2 separate regions of the Mus musculus genome follow, and region 1 is linked to region 2. The links are chromatin contacts, called in public HiChIP or PLAC-seq maps. All regions are on one chromosome and are shown on one strand. Each heading gives the region's core, a stretch centred on a gene start, on an enhancer-like site or on the middle of the called end of the contact. The rest is flanking DNA. Distances are from core to core; before and after follow the strand shown. Region 1 overlaps Bcar3 (breast cancer anti-estrogen resistance 3). Region 2 overlaps Gm46822 (a long non-coding RNA gene).

The links. HiChIP or PLAC-seq counts read pairs in DNA pulled down with a chosen protein or histone mark.
Region 1: a FOXA1 HiChIP or PLAC-seq map of pancreatic cancer cells shows a contact between it and region 2. The contact joins two enhancer-like sites. A contact is called at or near these places in 2 of 39 promoter capture datasets (the C10 cell line and liver), 2 of 484 Hi-C or Micro-C datasets (olfactory sensory neurons and pancreatic cancer cells) and 2 of 115 datasets of contacts at active chromatin or transcription factors (extraembryonic endoderm stem cells and pancreatic cancer cells).

What each region holds. Positions count from the first base shown.
Region 1 is chr3:122,457,610-122,461,328 of GRCm38.p6, forward strand. The region is part of intron 3 of Bcar3 (breast cancer anti-estrogen resistance 3); the gene reads left to right. Among named protein-coding and RNA genes, the nearest start is that of Gm34349, 21 kb to the right of the region's middle. Within about 2 kb of position 1,337, at least 43 of the 459 cell types and tissues checked have an H3K27ac peak or open chromatin away from gene starts, as enhancers often do. A contact at or near this core is called in extraembryonic endoderm stem cells and pancreatic cancer cells, where this site is marked.
Region 2 is chr3:122,203,598-122,207,852 of GRCm38.p6, forward strand. The region is part of intron 5 of Gm46822 (a long non-coding RNA gene); the gene reads right to left. Among named protein-coding and RNA genes, the nearest start is that of Gm40137, 5.7 kb to the right of the region's middle. Within about 2 kb of position 2,959, at least 44 of the 459 cell types and tissues checked have an H3K27ac peak or open chromatin away from gene starts, as enhancers often do. A contact at or near this core is called in extraembryonic endoderm stem cells and pancreatic cancer cells, where this site is marked.

The DNA of each region.
Region 1 (3,719 bases), core at 87-2,586, 250 kb after region 2:
ACACCCGGTCCTCTGGAAGAGCAACAAGTGCTCTTAACCACCGAGCATCTCTCCAGTGCTCAGCTTTTATCATTTTCTTACTTTGCCCTTGGTCTAAAGAAACGGCTAGGAAGAAGGTTGAGCCAGTATGGAATATGTCATGGTCTCAATGGCTCAGAAAGCTCCAACAGAACATTGAGGGAGGTGTCTCTGAGCACAAGGTCCCAAAGATGCCACCTGTCAATCTTCCTGAGTCAGCTCTGCCCATCACAGCACCTCTCTGATAGGACTGTCCCTCAGAGCCAAGCCAACAGTGTCAGAAAGACCTGACTCAGGGAACTGCCCCTGTGATTGGATAGTGGCTGAAGAGAGGTGGAGGCAGAGGAGAGAGAAGCATAGACAAAGGGAGGCGTGGTCTGGCTCCAGCTTTGAGCTGCTCCCTCTCTACAATCTCTGGGAGCATTCAGTGTCTTTGGGGCATCTAGAAAAAAGAAATTCTACATTAAGCATATTGTGCCTTGAAGGGCCCTTCTGATAGGTCCCCCACTGGCCTAGAGAGCAAGAGGCAAGGAGGCCAGAGTTCTTGTTGAGGGGCTTAATATTACTCTAGAATGGAAGCGATCTTCTCAGTGGCCAAGCCTCATCTGAACAGAAGCATCCACCTTGTGGCAAGGCAGAGCATCTCCCTGTCTTCCCTCTCCCTTCCCTCTGAAGCTGCCCTCTGCCTCCCCAGCCTGAGTCTGACCCCATAGCTGGTGGCTGGTCTGCAGTGTCAAGACAGACAGGGCTAAAGGGAGAGAGGAGCTAAACTTCTGCTCTGCCCAGTTCTGTGTCCTGCTCTCACCTGAGGGTTTGTATCTGTGGCACATTAAAAGGGGACAGGATCACAGATGCCTTGGGGTGTCTAAGCTCTTTGCATATGAAATGGAAGGAAATCCACCTGGCTGAGAAGCCTCTGGGTGGTTGGTGGGGTTGCAGCTGGGCCTCCCACCTATAACCTAGAGGCTGCATTTGATGTGTGGATGGGTCAGGAAAATATATGGATGATCTGAAGTATCCTCCTACCCCTGGGGGCAGAGGTGGCGGCTCCTTCCTCACCGATTTTGTGTTTCCTCTGCCCTTGGAGAGTGTTGGGGTTTTTTTCTCTCTTTTCTACTCTTCTTGCTTCATGAATATTCCCCCTCACATTTTCCCCTCCTGTAATAGCTCAGAAGGCTGTCATCTTGACAGTTGGACCCATAGCTGTCTTATATAATCACAGAGCCTTTTCTGTAGTCAAATATAACTGCGTCTCACTACACCTCACTGAGATCGGAATGTACACATCTTAGCGGGCCCCACCTTTCCTGCTGCCTACCGTGTGGTCGCTGACTCGGTGAGGGCTGAACAGCTCTGGAATTTTCCTCTCCGTATCTGGCATACCTGATGCTAGATAAAAACCAACCTTTAAAAAAAAAAAAAAAAAAAAAAAAAAAAGAAGTAAATAGCTCTGAGAGGTAGTAAGTAGCCCTGGGCTTGGCTGTAGAGTTTCGTGCCCACCTATTTCCTGCCTGGTCTTGTCATATACATAGCCCTGTCAAGACATAGTCACTCTGTGTCCGGTCTTTTGACATGTCAAATGATTGCTTAGAATGTTTGATCAAGTTTGCTAGTGATGCTAAAGCTGTTAGTAATAGTTGAGTGTGATGTCCTTCCAACGGGAACTGGGTGATATGTAACGTCGGTCTCCCCCACAGAGGGGGTTTGGTCCACACTCGGGTTTTAATTAATAATGTAACCCTGAACTTAAACTTTCTCTATGGAGTCCTTCTTCCCCATAAATGAGAATGCTGGGAAAGGTTTTGTTGTTCTAATTTTAACATTTTAGGGACCTCTGCGTCTATGAGAGACTGGAGAGAAAGACATCTTTTTTAGGAAGTGGTAGGAATTCTTATGTTGTCTCCTTGGTTTGTTGTTGTTTGAGAAAGATTATGTCACCAAGGCTAGCCACAAAGTCATTATGTAGCCCAGGCTGGCAAGCTGGACATTTGTAATCCTTTTGCCTCAGCCTTCTGAGAGCCCATATTATAGGTGTGTGTCACTTCTACCGCTTATGCTCACCCTCTTGATTATAAAATTGCCATATTGTTTGGATGGCGGGAAGCATTCCAAGTTGTATCTCAGATACCAGGACCAAGGGTGTAATGGACAATGATCAGCTACCACTTCGGTCCCTTCCGAAGACTGGAGAGTCACACTGTCTATTTACTTTATGATCCACTATGTTGCACTTATAAAAAATATTCCTGCTGTTCCTAGATGATCTATATTCTATTTATTTATTTTTGTGTGTGCGTGGAAATCAGGATATCTTGCAGAAGTCAGTCCTCACCTTCCACGTTTCATGGGTCCTGGGGATTAAAACTCAGGCTGTCAGGGTTGGCAGCAATCACCTTTGCTGCTGAGCCATCTCAGTCCTGGGTCATTTTTGTAACCCCTTTATAAACTTAATTTTACACCTACTCTTGTGTGCTTCAATAGTCAGCCCATCTTCTTGCACTAAATTCCATAGGCTTATATTACTCTCTCTCCCTCCTCTCCTCTCCTCTCCTCTCCTCTCCTCTCCTCTCCTCTCCTCTCCTCTCCTCTCCTCTCCTCTCCTCTCCTCTCCTCTCCTCTCCTCTCCTTCCTTCCTTCCTTCCTTCCTTCCCCCTTTCTTTCTCTCTCTCTCTGCCCCCTCTTTCTTTTTAGTGTAACTTCCTTTTGTGATTAAAATTTTAAATAGTATATAATTACATTGCTTCCTTTCTTCTCCTCTTCCCAACCCCTCCCATCCCTGCCCCAAATCCCTCTCAAACTGATGGCCTCCTTTTGAGTTTTATCGAAAGACACACATACACATATGCATAAATATATAAGTATAGCCTGCTGGGTTTGTTCAGCATGGTTTGTGTGTATATGGTTTTAGGGCCGACCACAGTGTATTAGCTAGCCAATTAGGGTGCTCATTCCCTGGGAGGCTAATCCCCCCCCCCCCCCCCCCCGTTAGTCGTCAATCGATGCCTGTAGTTAGTTCTCTGTCTAGACATGGTAGACATGGGTCTCCTGAGCTATCCCCCTTCCTCAGCACTGTGCCTGTTGACATCACCATTGCTCGGGTCTTGTATAGGCAGCTACATTGTGGAATTATCTTGGATGAGTATTCCTGTCATTTCTAAGAGAGAGGATCTCACAGCAGACTCCCTGGTCCTCTGGCTCTTAGCAACCTTTCCACCCCTTAAAAGATTACTTTTTAAGGAAGGTAAATTAGAAAGCTTGGTGCAGCAGAAAGTGTGGGCTGCCTGCATTTCCAAGTTAGCAATGAAGAGGCAAGTGTCCTCCAGTGCCCAGGCTGTGGACAGCACAATGTGGCCAGAAGACAAAAGCCTGCTCTTCAGGGACCACCTAAGGAAGTATCAAGACAGGATGCAGCCTTTGTTCCTGGCTGGGTTCCTAGCTGTCAGCCTTGGCGGATTCTTGTTGCCCACTTGTGAGCCTTAATAAAACTTGCCATCGCCAAGCCTGCTTTGCAGGTTAGAAGAAATGTCACGACACTGGAGCTATTGTGCTGAATGAAGGCCTCTGGAGCCCAGGGGCGTCCAGAGAGGCTCAGAAAGCCATCCTTTGTGGGGTTAATGCCTGTTCCCAGAGGGTTCTAAGCCTATAGACAGTTAGCCTGCCCAAGGCTCAGATCTCAGCGAGGCCATTTCCCGTAGTAGGAT
Region 2 (4,255 bases), core at 1,709-4,208:
CGCTGCACACCGTCGCTGTCCTCAGACACACCAGAAGAGGGCATCAGATCCCATTACAGATGGTTGTGAGCCACCATGTGGTTGCTGGGAATTGAACAATTTTGTGTAAAGAGACAGAAGGCAGAAGAGATAGGCGTCTGACCTTTAGCAGACAGGACTGTGTTTATTATTGTTCATAGAGCGGGGCAGTCTCTCTCCCTTGGGAAACTGAGGAGTCAGTCAGAGGGAAAAGCTGGTTGTGACTCGCTATAGTGGTGGGGTGAGGGTTTAGGAATGAAGTTGTTGCAATGTAATTCTGTCCTGCTGTCTCCAACCCACATCTCTCACCTTCCTAAAGTTATTTGCTGGAAGCAAGATAGTCTGTCCCAGCAGACTGCCTTTCCTAGGATGACAAAGCTGAGTGTCTGTGGTTCTGTAGGGATCCTGTTTTATGACTGAAGCACGCTGTCACCCTGAACTCGGGGAGTAGGGCTGGAATAATCAAGAGGCCGAGCTGAGACTCTGGTTTCTTTCCTCTTTCTCGATTTTAGGATTTGTTTATCTATTTATTTAAAGTCACCTGGCAAGGTGACCTACAAGTTTGATCCCGGCTCAGGAGGCAGAAACAGAAGGATCTCTGTGACAGCCTGGTCTACATCGTAAGTTCCAGAAAAGCTAGGGTTACACACACACACACACACACACACACACAGAGAGAGAGAGAGAGAGAGAGAGAGAGAGAGAGAGAGCTCAGTTTTGCTAAAGCAGACACAAGTGAAAGGATGTTTTGTTAGAGCAGACAAGTGAAAGGATGCATGATGTTAAGATAGCGCATGACACTAGATGATGGTATTGCCATTCCCTAACAGAGGGCTCGGGCCTATTGGCAGAGCGATGTCAGCTAAGACAGACTCACATGGAGTTTTGCTAAGACGGACTCATGTGCTGAGGCAGGACACGTGGCAAGACTGGTGGAGGACACGTGATGTTTGGACGGAGTTTAAATAGGACTCAGTGGACAGCGAGTCTTGGTCTCTCACATTTGCAGGTCTCTGCTTTGTTGAGACAGGCACAGCAAAGACCTCTCCCTGGTGTCCCTGGTGGTCCTAGTTCCTCCTGCTGAATCCTGCCAATTCCGCTGAGGCCTGGCTGGTTTTGCTAGGTTGTGCCACCACTGCTGAGTGCTGTGGGCTACCCCGACACTACAGAATCAGACTATTCATATATTCCTGACATATTTTCAAGTGGATCGAGCTGCCACTGCTGACTCCTGTGAACTGAACTGCTGATTTCCTGACAACACAGAAGGGGTTTGCTCCAAAGAACAATTTCTAAACAGGTCCACTTCCCCCATAATCCTTTATTTTCTACTACCTCTGGTGGGTGTTGGGCTAGAAAAGAAGTTAAAGCATCTAAGATCCATCATTACAAGTAGGATCTGAAAAACCTAAAGCTACACTCATGTTATTGCTGTTTGAGTCTTATGGGGCTAGCTCGACACAGTGTGTGACCACAGGCAGAATTTCTCCTGGCCACATGCTCCTCTATCCTGGTCCATCCTCCTCTATCCATCTTCTCTCTCCTCCTGGGTGACCTCTCTCAAGACCTCGCTCTTGATTGTAAGTTTCTCTTTCCTTTCCTTTCCGCCCAGTCACAAGCCCCAGCCATTTACTGACCAATCGGGATTACTGGGGAGCATCACAGTACGTAGGTGATACAGTGCTCCAAGATCAGATTGCAATTTGGAGAGGGGCACAAAACTCAGCTTCCGAATACACAACACACAAGACAAACCCCAACAATTCCTTCTGAGCATAAGTATAAAAAGGAATTTTTTCAAGTGTTTAGAAAGCAAGTGGATGAATCTGGAAGGATGGTTCCACGGTTAGGAGCGTTTGTTGCTCTCCTAAGGACTTTGGTTCCCAGCACCCATAATAGGCAGCTCACACTGCTTGCAACTCCAGTTCCTGGAGACCCAATGTCCTTTTCATGCCTTCATAGACACTGTGTATACAAATTGTGTGTGTGTGTGTGTATGTGTGTATATATATATGTATATGTATGTATATATAGATACATATACATACATACATACATACATACATACATACAAACATATATGTAAATATCCTGCATTACAGGGCAAAAGTTCACAAAAGTCCCCACTTTTTATAACCAAGCAATTCTAAACTGGGTAGGAACCACTTTCTTCTGACATGAAGGAACCATGAATCCATTGGCCAAAGTTTGGGCCTTACTTGGGCCATTGTCTTCTAATTCCCAGCCCCATGGTACTGGGATATGTCAGTAGCCTAGAGCCCGAGTCCCTGTGAAAGCAAGCATGTTTATTAGCTCCAACGTCTCTCAGCGAAGCATGAAGAGGGCATGTGTCGGCATCTCCTGTCTGCTTCTATTACCTCTGCCACTCATTTTCTTCTTGAATGCATACTGCTCCCCACCCCAGTATCTTGAGGTTCTTGCCTGAGAATACGAGCATCTACTTTCAAAAGAATTCCCTCACGTACCTTCCTCACCAGTTTGTAGGAAGACCAGATCCTGGTCACACAGACAGGATTCGGGTCTTTTCATGGCACTCTTTACCCACCACCTCAGAGTTCTCGCTGCCTTTGACTAGACAATGAAGAACTCAATGGTAAAAAAGGTAACACAGAACCCTCTTCAAAGACGGCCCCAATCCCCTGATCACACAGGCAGCACAAAGCTCAACTTCCCCCACGGACAACCTTATGGTCTCCTTCCAGCTGAATGCACCAGCTTATCGATCCGGCAAAGCTCATCCCAGGCCCTGGGGTGAGTTGGCAGGAGCTCTCTGCCTTGGCAAGCTGTTGCTTACTCATAGCCGGTTGCAATAGTTACACTTTAATCTCATTTAAAAAAAAAATCCCTGTAGCCTAGGGCTGAGGGCAGGAATATCAGGAGGCTGGGAGCAGCGTCCAGGCATGTGACAAAGGGTGGCATCTGGAATGAAAGGCAGGTCCTCAGTTGTCCAGGCCAGCACTGGGGCCAATGAACTTTGTTGTTCTGTTTGGATTGGCTTCAGTTTTTTGTGTTTAGAAAAACCTAAAGTTTCTAGATGGAGCTGGTGTCTGGGTAAGTGAAGATTAACGACCCAAATGTTAAGTTAGGGTCCTCGGATAAAGTTTCCCTGGCTTGGTTAATAAATAAGCCAGTGATTATGCTGCTCTGGCACATTCTATTCCATAGCCCACAAAGAATCTTCCTTATCGCCAGCAGACACAAAGACTAGATTAGTAACTCCAGTCTCTGTCCAACATCATTGTAACTGTGTCTGCTCTACAGAGTGCATAGCAAGGCCACTCTCAGCTCCATCCAGGGTCACCATGGGAATAGCACAGAGACTCAGAGGCATAGGTAGGCTCCTGGAGCCCTGACATATGGACTGGCCCAGGAGGGTCTGGGTGTGTCTGCCACTGTGTCTACCCCATGCCCACTGCCATACATTTCTTTTTTTTTTTTTTAAAGATGTATTTATTTAATGTATATGAGTACACTGTAGCTGTCTTCAGACACACCAGAAGAGGGCATCAGATATCATTACAGATGGTTGTGAGCCACCATGTGGTTACTGGGAATTGAACTCAGGACCTCTGGAAGAGCACGCAGCCAGTGCTCTTAACTGCTGAGCCATCTCTCCAGCCCCACATACATTTCTTCTGTTACCCCACACCGTAAAATCGCTATTTGTGGCATATGTCTGTGACATATGGGAAACTTATAGCTCAGAAACATTAGGTAATAAAAATAAATTGAAGCTGGGCGTGATGGCACACGCCTATAATCCCAGCACTCAGGAGGCAGAGGCAGGCGGATTTCTGAGTTTGAGGCCATTGTAGTCTAAAGAGTGAGTTCCATGACAACCAGGGCCATATAGAAAAATCATGTCTCTAAAACCAAACCAACCAAACAGACAAACAAAAACAAAACAAAACAAAACAAACACTCCCAAAAAACAACCAAAAAAACAAAAAACAAAAAACAAAAAACCAAACTCCCCAAAACAAACAACAAATAAAATAAAATAAAATAAAATAAAATAAAATAAAATAAAATAAACAAGTAAAAGCAAATTGGCAGAAGCAGAGGTCCCAAGTCCCATGGCCTAATGCCAGAGACTGAGTTTGCACAGATCACAAAGGCATTTTCCCACAGAGAGATCAGTGAGTGGCGGGGTTATTTTGTGAAGTTCAATAAGTCAAGGAGAAGGATGGAAAGGGGCCATGGGAAGGGGAGAAGG